3 separate regions of the Mus musculus genome follow, and regions 1 and 2 are each linked to region 3. The links are chromatin contacts, called in public HiChIP or PLAC-seq maps. All regions are on one chromosome and are shown on one strand. The core of a region is the stretch at or near the end of the contact, and the rest is flanking DNA. Distances in the headings are between cores, read along the strand shown. Region 1 has its middle 79 kb from the start of 1700067G17Rik. Region 2 has its middle 99 kb from the start of 1700067G17Rik. Region 3 holds the start of Platr5 (pluripotency associated transcript 5).

What was found. HiChIP or PLAC-seq counts read pairs in DNA pulled down with a chosen protein or histone mark.
Region 1: a contact with region 3 is called in an H3K27ac HiChIP or PLAC-seq map of oligodendrocyte precursor cells, with 5 times the contacts expected there. The contact joins the enhancer-like site here to the promoter of Platr5 in region 3. A contact is called at or near these places in 1 of 39 promoter capture datasets (liver), 1 of 15 datasets of contacts at CTCF or cohesin (embryonic stem cells), 10 of 484 Hi-C or Micro-C datasets (the C2C12 cell line, cerebral cortex, cortical neurons and 6 more), 9 of 115 datasets of contacts at active chromatin or transcription factors (embryonic stem cells, kidney, oligodendrocyte precursor cells and 2 more) and 1 of 9 other capture datasets (embryonic stem cells).
Region 2: an H3K27ac HiChIP or PLAC-seq map of neural progenitor cells shows a contact between it and region 3, with 9 times the contacts expected there. The contact joins the enhancer-like site here to the promoter of Platr5 in region 3. A contact is called at or near these places in 1 of 39 promoter capture datasets (liver), 1 of 15 datasets of contacts at CTCF or cohesin (embryonic stem cells), 19 of 484 Hi-C or Micro-C datasets (the C2C12 cell line, embryonic stem cells, gonadal supporting cells and 7 more), 10 of 115 datasets of contacts at active chromatin or transcription factors (bone marrow-derived dendritic cells, embryonic basal ganglia, embryonic stem cells and 4 more) and 1 of 9 other capture datasets (embryonic stem cells).

The regions. Positions count from the first base shown.
Region 1 is chr1:88,935,953-88,938,652 of GRCm38.p6, reverse strand. No RefSeq gene overlaps it. Among named protein-coding and RNA genes, the nearest start is that of 1700067G17Rik, 79 kb to the left of the region's middle. Within about 2 kb of position 1,407, at least 26 of the 459 cell types and tissues checked have an H3K27ac peak or open chromatin away from gene starts, as enhancers often do. A contact at or near this core is called in neural progenitor cells and oligodendrocyte precursor cells, where this site is marked.
Region 2 is chr1:88,915,449-88,918,148 of GRCm38.p6, reverse strand. No RefSeq gene overlaps it. Among named protein-coding and RNA genes, the nearest start is that of 1700067G17Rik, 99 kb to the left of the region's middle. Within about 2 kb of position 1,393, at least 4 of the 459 cell types and tissues checked have an H3K27ac peak or open chromatin away from gene starts, as enhancers often do. A contact at or near this core is called in neural progenitor cells, where this site is marked.
Region 3 is chr1:88,753,485-88,756,184 of GRCm38.p6, reverse strand. It overlaps Platr5 (pluripotency associated transcript 5), which reads right to left and starts at 1,295. Exons shown (of 3, transcript NR_040493.1): 1 at 1,227-1,295; 2 at 895-1,101; 3 at 452-651.

The DNA.
Region 1 (2,700 bases), core at 158-2,657, 180 kb before region 3:
GCCTGTCAGGTGGTGTGTGCTCAGTCAGGCATCGCCGAGCAAAGCAATGAATCCAGCGAGCACAGCTCTATTATTAAGACGCAGGTGAAATATGGGCAGTGGGAAGCTCACCTGATCCAGCAAAGGGTTTGAGAGGAGAGAAAGATGACTGGGATGCACACATTGGAGTGGGGTACTGTCAGAAGAAGCCCAGGCTGACTGTACAGGAATCACCATATCCCCAGAGGGAATTTATCCAGAAAATGCCAGTTTTAGCCTCACTAGCTTAGGTTACAGCCATCGTTAGCACAACAGAACATGAAAACACTACTTACAATGTTTCTCTAGGACACACACACTCTCTCTCTCCTGCCTCCCCCCCTTCCTCCCTGACCCCCTGTTGCATGCACTGGTGCACGTTCTGGTGTGTGCACTTTGCGTGTGTGTACATCTAGATGACAGAGGACAATGTCCCATGTCCTGCTCCATCACTCTTTGCTTTATTCCTTTGACACAGGCAGGTCTGTCACTGACTCTTGAGCTAGACCGGTAGCCAGTTAGGCCTGGTCATTCTCCTGTCTCTGCCCAGTACTCCCTTGCCCTAATGTTGGTGTTAAAGCCATGTGGAGGCCATGACTGACTTTTTACATCAGTGCTGGGATCTAAATTCAAATCCTCATGCCTTCCCAGAAACCACTCTTTCTCACCGAGCCATCTTCCCAAACTTCAACACTGCATGATTATTAACATGTTTTTAAGTTTTAGTTTTATTTTTAAATATGGTATGTATATGTATGTGTATAGATGCAGTTTGTGAGTGTGAACAGAACGCTGTTTGAGGTCACAAGTGGTTATTGGGTCCCCTGAAGCTGGGATAATAGTTGTGATCTGCCCAAGGTAGGTATCGAAAACCAAGCTCAGGCCGTTTGCAAGAGCAGCAAATGTACTTAACCACTGACCCATCTTCCCAGCCCCATGGCTCTTAATGCTTCTCAGAGATGTTATAGTTGAGTTTATAGGAAGACACAGTCACTCTCATTTAAGGCAGGAACACTGACAGGAAGGGGTTAAGTGAGACACTCCCTTAAGAGGGACCAGCTCTGGGGCCAGTCCTGCAGCTGGACTTGGAACACAGCATCATTGTTTCCCCTGCCTGAGAAAACTGGGCATCCCCAGGGCTCCGCCCCTCCATCCCAACTGCTCTGAGAACTGCAAGAAAGCATTTCTTTCTTTTTTTTATTGAAAAGCCCTAATGCACTTTTTGAGAAAACCATTTTTGAAAGGTTCCTTAAAAGGAAAATTGATGGAGGTAATCATTTTCCTTTCAAAGCTCCAGACATCTGCTGGGCTTGCAGATTGTCACAGTCCGGGCCTCGCACCGTATCTCTGTGGACTATACTCAGCTGGAGCCAGGGGACATCATTTGTCATGTTCCATATCTTAGAGTTCCGCTGTTGCATATTTAAGGGCCAACGTTTCCACAAGACACACGCCACACATGAAGGAGGCCAGGAGGGAGTTCAGCATCGGTGTCATTATTTCTTCTCCTCAGGAGCTGTGCTTCAGGGTCTCTGCGTCCTATGCCGACCACTGAGAAAGCATTGGGCAGACAGCTTGTAAATTGTGTCTGCCAACCTCCCCCACGGAATGTCCATTACTTCTTGTCAGGAAAAAAAATCCTGTGTGGATTCTCTTCCTCTTCTTCAACTCCGTTCTGCTCATTCTGTTCTGTCACTGACCAATGGAGACACAGTAAAGTGTGATGCAGAAGCATGAGGTCTTGAAGACTAAAATGAGCAACAGGCTGTTTGCCAAAGCAGAGGGGCACCATGCCTAGCGGTGCCAGAAGCTGATGTGATTCTCTTTAGGCAAGTGGACAGTAATCCTTCCTCAGCAAATCTTTCCAAAGCCCACATGAGGAACACATATATATAGCCTTCACCCAGGCATCAAGAGGGCTTGGAAAGTCCCCTAAGCTTTAGTCTTCCCAATAAATCCAGCCCTGGAGGACAGAGGGCAGTCCTGCTTCCAAGCCACTGCTGAGGTCCTTGTCTCCTATGTGGGTAGAGTTTTCAGGCAGAGGAGAAACTCTCAAGGGCTGTTCTTTATCAGCTACCTCAGCTCTTGCTGTTTGGCAGCAGTAAGCAGCATCAGCAGACAGGTGAATATAGAATAAGTGGTACTCCACAGAGTTACAATCTACTTACAGCTTCAGGGTGGCAGGGTTAGTGGGACTCCTCAGCCCTTCAGTGATACAGTGTCTGGGGGGGCATAGAGTCCTGGGGCCATTAGCTGCTAGTATTATAGCTCTTGAGTGGATCTAGGCCTTGATGATAGGTAGCGTTACAGCTCTTAGGTCTAGGATGTCTGAGACCTTTGACCTTAAAGACTTGACGTCTCGCTGGAACTCTTCCTGGGACCAAAGCCTCCAGTTTCACTTCTCTGGTGCTTTATAGCTCCCTGTCCTTCTCCAGCCTTAGGCTTCCTTCTCTCACCTTCTCTGTACCTCCACCCATCTCTCCTGTTCCTGTCCTGGCAGCTCCCTCAAGTAGTTCAGCTGACTCTTAGTTGCTGTTGCTGCTGCCTCTGAGGTAGTTAGTTGAGCATCTGGCCTGTTTTCCCGCTTCCCTTGCAGCTATCAACGTGGTTAGTGGCTCTGCTGCTTTTACAGCTGGACTCGGGAGTCTGCTTTTTCAGCTGTTAAGCAACCAGCTGTTCTGC
Region 2 (2,700 bases), core at 144-2,643, 160 kb before region 3:
AGCATTTCTGAAGCTCAACATTTGTTTACTAAAGCATTAACTTCCAAAGACTTCTGTAGTCTTTAGACATTTATAGATGAGTAACATTAGGCCCAAAATCCATTTGAGATTTTTTTAACCCAAAGCTCTCGATGGTCCCAGTGTGGAATGTAAAGTAAATTCATTATCTTTTCATTCCTCTGTTCATCTACCAATTAAGCCATTCATCTATCTACCAATCAATATACCCAACTTTAGTCTCTCTATCCATCAACTGAGTCCCTTTCAACAGAAGACAAGTTCCCCACCTTCTGGGTGTCATTCTGAATGAACTTTGAGGACCAGGGCTGGTCTCCTTGTTGTGAGGCTAGGAAGAACCCTCCCCGACTATAGTTTATCTTCCTGTTTCCTGCCAACTCCCACTTCCTGGCTTCCTGTCTCTCAGGCACCTTCTGGGATCAAGCCCTGGCTTGCTCCTGCTGTTGGATGTCTCACCTATAAAGTGAGGAGAGTGGTGACAGTGATGCACACATCACACGACTGCTTTGATGACTCAAGGAGGCATTCTGTGTAAAATACTCCATATAATGAACATACAGCTAAGTGTCGCTAGTGCTGATCCTTCCCAATGCACCGCCTCCATCTCTAACTCAGCACTTTATGCATGGAACAACTATCTGTGTATGCTTTTGTTTAACCTCTGAGAGTGCATGCATCCTAAGGGTAGGGCATTTCTTCTCATCATGCTGTGGTTTTAGTACTTAGGATGATGCCTTGTGGATACTGGCCGGGTCCTCAGTAAATATTTGAAAAATTGGTATAAGAAAGAAAGAATTGATAGGTGGATGGATGGATGGATTGATAGATAGCTAGGTAGATAGGTAAGTATATGGGTGGAAGAATGGAGAAGACAACCTTTTATAAGCCAAGGATAGAGGCCTACAACACATCCTTCCCTCACTGTCCTAGAAGAAGCTAGCCCTGTGATACCTTACTCGCAGACTTTGGCCTCTAGAAACAAAGACACCCCACATCTGCTATGTTATGTTGTCATATTATGTCAGTTCCCATATGAGCTACATCTAGGTGTGAACTCCTAGAATCTGTCTTCCCCCAGTATGGGCTGAACAATACTCATGGCTGTAGGACAGCCACATTTAATCATTTATGAGAGCAGAAATGTAGAGGCCGCTCAGAGTTCTTGGAAGGTGGGAGAAGACCACAGCTCTGAGGCCATGCGGCATTATACTGTGATGATGGCAGCCAGTTATGCAGCTCCCCAGAGCCTGATGTCCTGAGTTGCTCCCTCCATCTGGGGCCTCTGCTTTGGCTGAGTCTCAGAACCCCTAGAGGTCTTGGAAAGGGCAGTTCCCAGGATTCCACCAGGCAAAGCTCTCAGGTCCTGGAGGGCAGGGCTGAAGCTCTTCAGTAAAGCAAACTCTGCGGGGGCTGGATGTGGTCTGCTTGAACAAGGACCAGCATTCTCTAGCATGAAAGGCTCAGCTTTAAAGAAAGTACAATACAAAAGCACTAAGATCTAAAGAGGACTCCATCTGCTCAGGCTATTTCTGGAATCCTAAGACTCTGTTCATTTACTTAATCACTAATTTGATATTTTAAAAACTTGTCCCGATTCTTTCTCTCCAATAATAAAACATTGCCATTCTCTGTGTGCTCTGAAATTCTGTTCAGGGCTAATTAACATAACTTACTTAATATGAATCTAGATGGTAATAGAATAAATCAAATCTGTAAGCATGCTGTGTTTTAAAGGAACTTCACTTCAGCCTGAAGGAAGGAATATTCTGGATTCTGTGAGGCCTGGAGAATCACCAACTTCATGATCCTCAGACAATAGTCATCTCCATGACACCTGGTATGAAGGCTCTTCTTGGTTGTCAACTTGTCTACATCTGGAATGAACAAAAATCCTACAATTGAGGGCACACCTCTGAGGGATTTTTTTTTTTTTTTGCTTAATTTGAAGTAAGTAGATTCATTTCTAATCCAGACCTTTTATGTAGAAAGACATATACCTTTAATCCAGATTTTGAGGCAGGCATACCTTTAATCTGGGACCCACCTTCTTCTGAAAGCAGAACATGAAGGAACAAAAGCTTTTGCTCTTTGCCTGCTTGCTCTTGCCTTGCTAAGAAGTCAATTTCATCACTGGTGTTAGAGTCTACTTCAGAATTCCAGTGTGTTCAGAAAACCATCTGAGACGTCCAAACTCACAGACTGAGGAACTACTGGATTCTTGGACTTTCCATTTACTGCCAGACATTGTTGGATTAACTGGTTTGCAGCCTGTAAATCACTCTAATAAATTATCTATCTATCTATCTATCTATCTATCTATCTATCTATCTATCTATCATCTATCTACCTATCTAGTAATGAACATATTCATTCTATAAGTTTTGTTACTCTAGAGAACACTGACCAGTCCACCCAGATAACAGTCACCTTTATAATACCCGGAGAACAGTCAACTCCATGATATATGAAGAAACTCAACTCCTTGATACAGTCATAAACAGTCACTGACCTGTTGTGTCCAGATGCCACCCACTGGTGTTCTCCCTGTCTAAGTGAAAGCCGTGTCTCTGAAGCTGAAGTTCCTCTTCAGAGTCCCCTAAACTGGCAAATATCCTGGAGCAAGTGGGAAACAATTTGTAAAAGTTGAATAATGAATAACCATCATATGAATAAAAAGAAAGA
Region 3 (2,700 bases), core at 46-2,545:
TAATTAAATGTTATGTAACTCTTTGACCATGTAAAGTTTGGGTTTTTTTTTTGTTTTGTTTTGCTTTTGTTTGTTTATTTTTTCCTGAGATATAAGTTTATCATGGGGGCGGGGGTGGGGGAGAGGGACACTGGCTCTTTGTGGTTAGTGTCAAATTACTGCCCACAGATTGGAACCACAGGAGTATTGGGGAAAGCTGATTTTAAAACAGGCAGGACTGAGAAACAGATAAGTTGCTATGATCTCCGGGCAGAAAATTAGGTTTGTAAGAAAATTTACAACTACTTCTTACAGGGGCTTAGGAAACAGGGACAAGATGAATCTCCCAAGGAGGATGGAGAGAGTGAGACTGTAGCCGACAGCAGCCACGGGGTACTGGGTTCCTGAAAAGAAAGCTGGCGATGGATGGGAAGGACAGCAAGAGAAATAAGGAGCCAAGACCAAGTTCTCTGATCAAGGTTCAACTTTAATTCTTGAGTCTGAATTTTTAAAGGGGGGGAAATCCATCCCCCTCTTTGCCAGGATCTCCTTCCTGCTTTGTCAGCATCTCGTCAGGAAAGCAAGCTCAGCTGCTCAGCAGGTGGTGGCTTCTTGCAGGAAGCTGCAGATGTGGCAGGACAATAGACTTCACCTCGGTCAGAAGACTCCATCCTAGGGGAGATAACCAACTGTGGCAGACAAGGTCTGATTCAGCCCACACAAGGCTAAGGGAGGGCACAGTTCCTCCCTTTTTATTAAGAATTAGCTGGACTGGGGCATAAGATTTACTTTTCCATGGTTCAGCCTGGGAATTATGGTGGCTGGCGGCCATGCCTGGCTTAGGACTGAGCCTAGACTCTCTCTTACCCGTCTGGGAGAAAAGAAAAACATGGCTCCATGTTTATTTCCTCTTACCTCGGATCAGCACACACACCTTTGGCTCACAGGCTTTGCTCCAGACCAATTCCCTCTTCAGCTGGGTTTGGGGGTGGCCAAGACCTCCAGCGAGAAAGACATTATCTGTCAGCCCATCATGTTGTTTAGAGTCAGGGGAGGCTGCTAGGTTACTGTCTGAATTAGGGTTTCCACTGCTGTGAACAGACACCATGACCAAGGCAACTCCTAAAAAGAACATTTAATTGGGGCTGGCTTACAGGTTCAAAGGTTCAGTCCAGTATCATCAAGGCGGAAAGCATGGCAGCTTCCAAGCAGGCATGGTGCAGGAGGAGCTGAGAGTTCTACTACACCTTCATCCAAAGGAATCCAGGAGCCGACTGGATGCCATGTGGCTAGCAGGAGGGTTTCAAAGCCCACCCTCACAGTGACTCACTTCCTCCAATAAGGCCACACCTACTGCAACAAGACCACACCTCCCAATAGCACCACTCCCTGGGTTAAGCATATTCAAACCACCACAGTGACCCTCCAGGAGAACATCAAAATAGATACTTTATAAAGAGTTTGGGGGAGAACCTCACCCTTGCCGGCCCTGAAGGATACCTGCCAGGTTCTGAGAGGAATAGTCAAGTCACACAATTCACCTGGAAATAGAGTCTCTGGTGAGTTAGAGCCCAGCAGATGAACTGAAGGTGGAATTCTAGTCTGGCAAATCTGCAGGGCCGTGGGGGAAGGCATCAAGGTGTGCATTCTGCACAAGGCCTGGGATACTGATTAAGTCCCTAGAGCATCTCTGTGTGAATGAACGTTCCTGCCCAGCTTGCCAAGGCACGGCTGCTCATGCTGTCTGAGCTTAGGTTCTCTGTTGGGTATGTGTTTGTGTTGGGTTCTTGAGTAGCTATGGAAAGTGGGATGTGATTTTCTTCTTTAATAAACAATTTAAAAACAATTTCCAATTGTTTGTTTGGTTGGTTGGTTGGGTTTTTGTTGAGACAGAATCTCTTTATTATGTAGCTCTGGCTACCCCAGAACTCACTCTGTAGACCAGGATGGCCTCAAACTCACTTAGATGCCCTTACATCTGCCTCCCAAGTGCTGGCATTAAAGGTGTGTACTAACACACCTGACTAAATATTTCCAAGTGTAATTAAGGACATAATTTACTTTCTGATCCCCACTTGTTTTGCAAGGACTGTCTCTGCTCACCCACTTCCCCACTCACACACACACACACACACACACACACACACACACACACACACACACACACAGCTATATGATATCCATTTAAGGTCAGAGAATCAGCCCTGGATGTCATTTCTCAAGCACCATTCATCACACTTGTGAGACAGGGTCTCTTACTGGCCTGGAACCCACCAGGTGTTAGGCTTGCTGGCCAAGGAGGGTCCAGGATCAGCTTGTCTCTGCCTCTACAGTGTTAGGATTGCAAGCACAGGCCCCCACCCTGGCTTTTGCGTGAGCTCTAGGGCTGAAGACCAAGAAAACTTCTTTACCCCTAAGCCCTCTCCCCAGCACCCCCTAATTTCTGAAGGCTGATCCATCCTGGGCAAGTTTGGCCTTGCTGGGGTGTGTCTTGTGAAAATGAAGAAGCACCCAGGAGAAGCAGTTGGGAGCATCCTCACCGAATCTGTTGGTTTTTATTGCTCCCAGAAGTCTGACATCTTGTTATTGGTAAAACTCTCGAGATGGAAAAGTTATGGTTGCTATTAACAGCCATGAGCCATGACTGCAAGAGAGAGAGAGAGAGAGAGAGAGAGAGAGAGATTTCTCAGATGATTGTGGCTGTTCTTAGCCAGCTTAAGT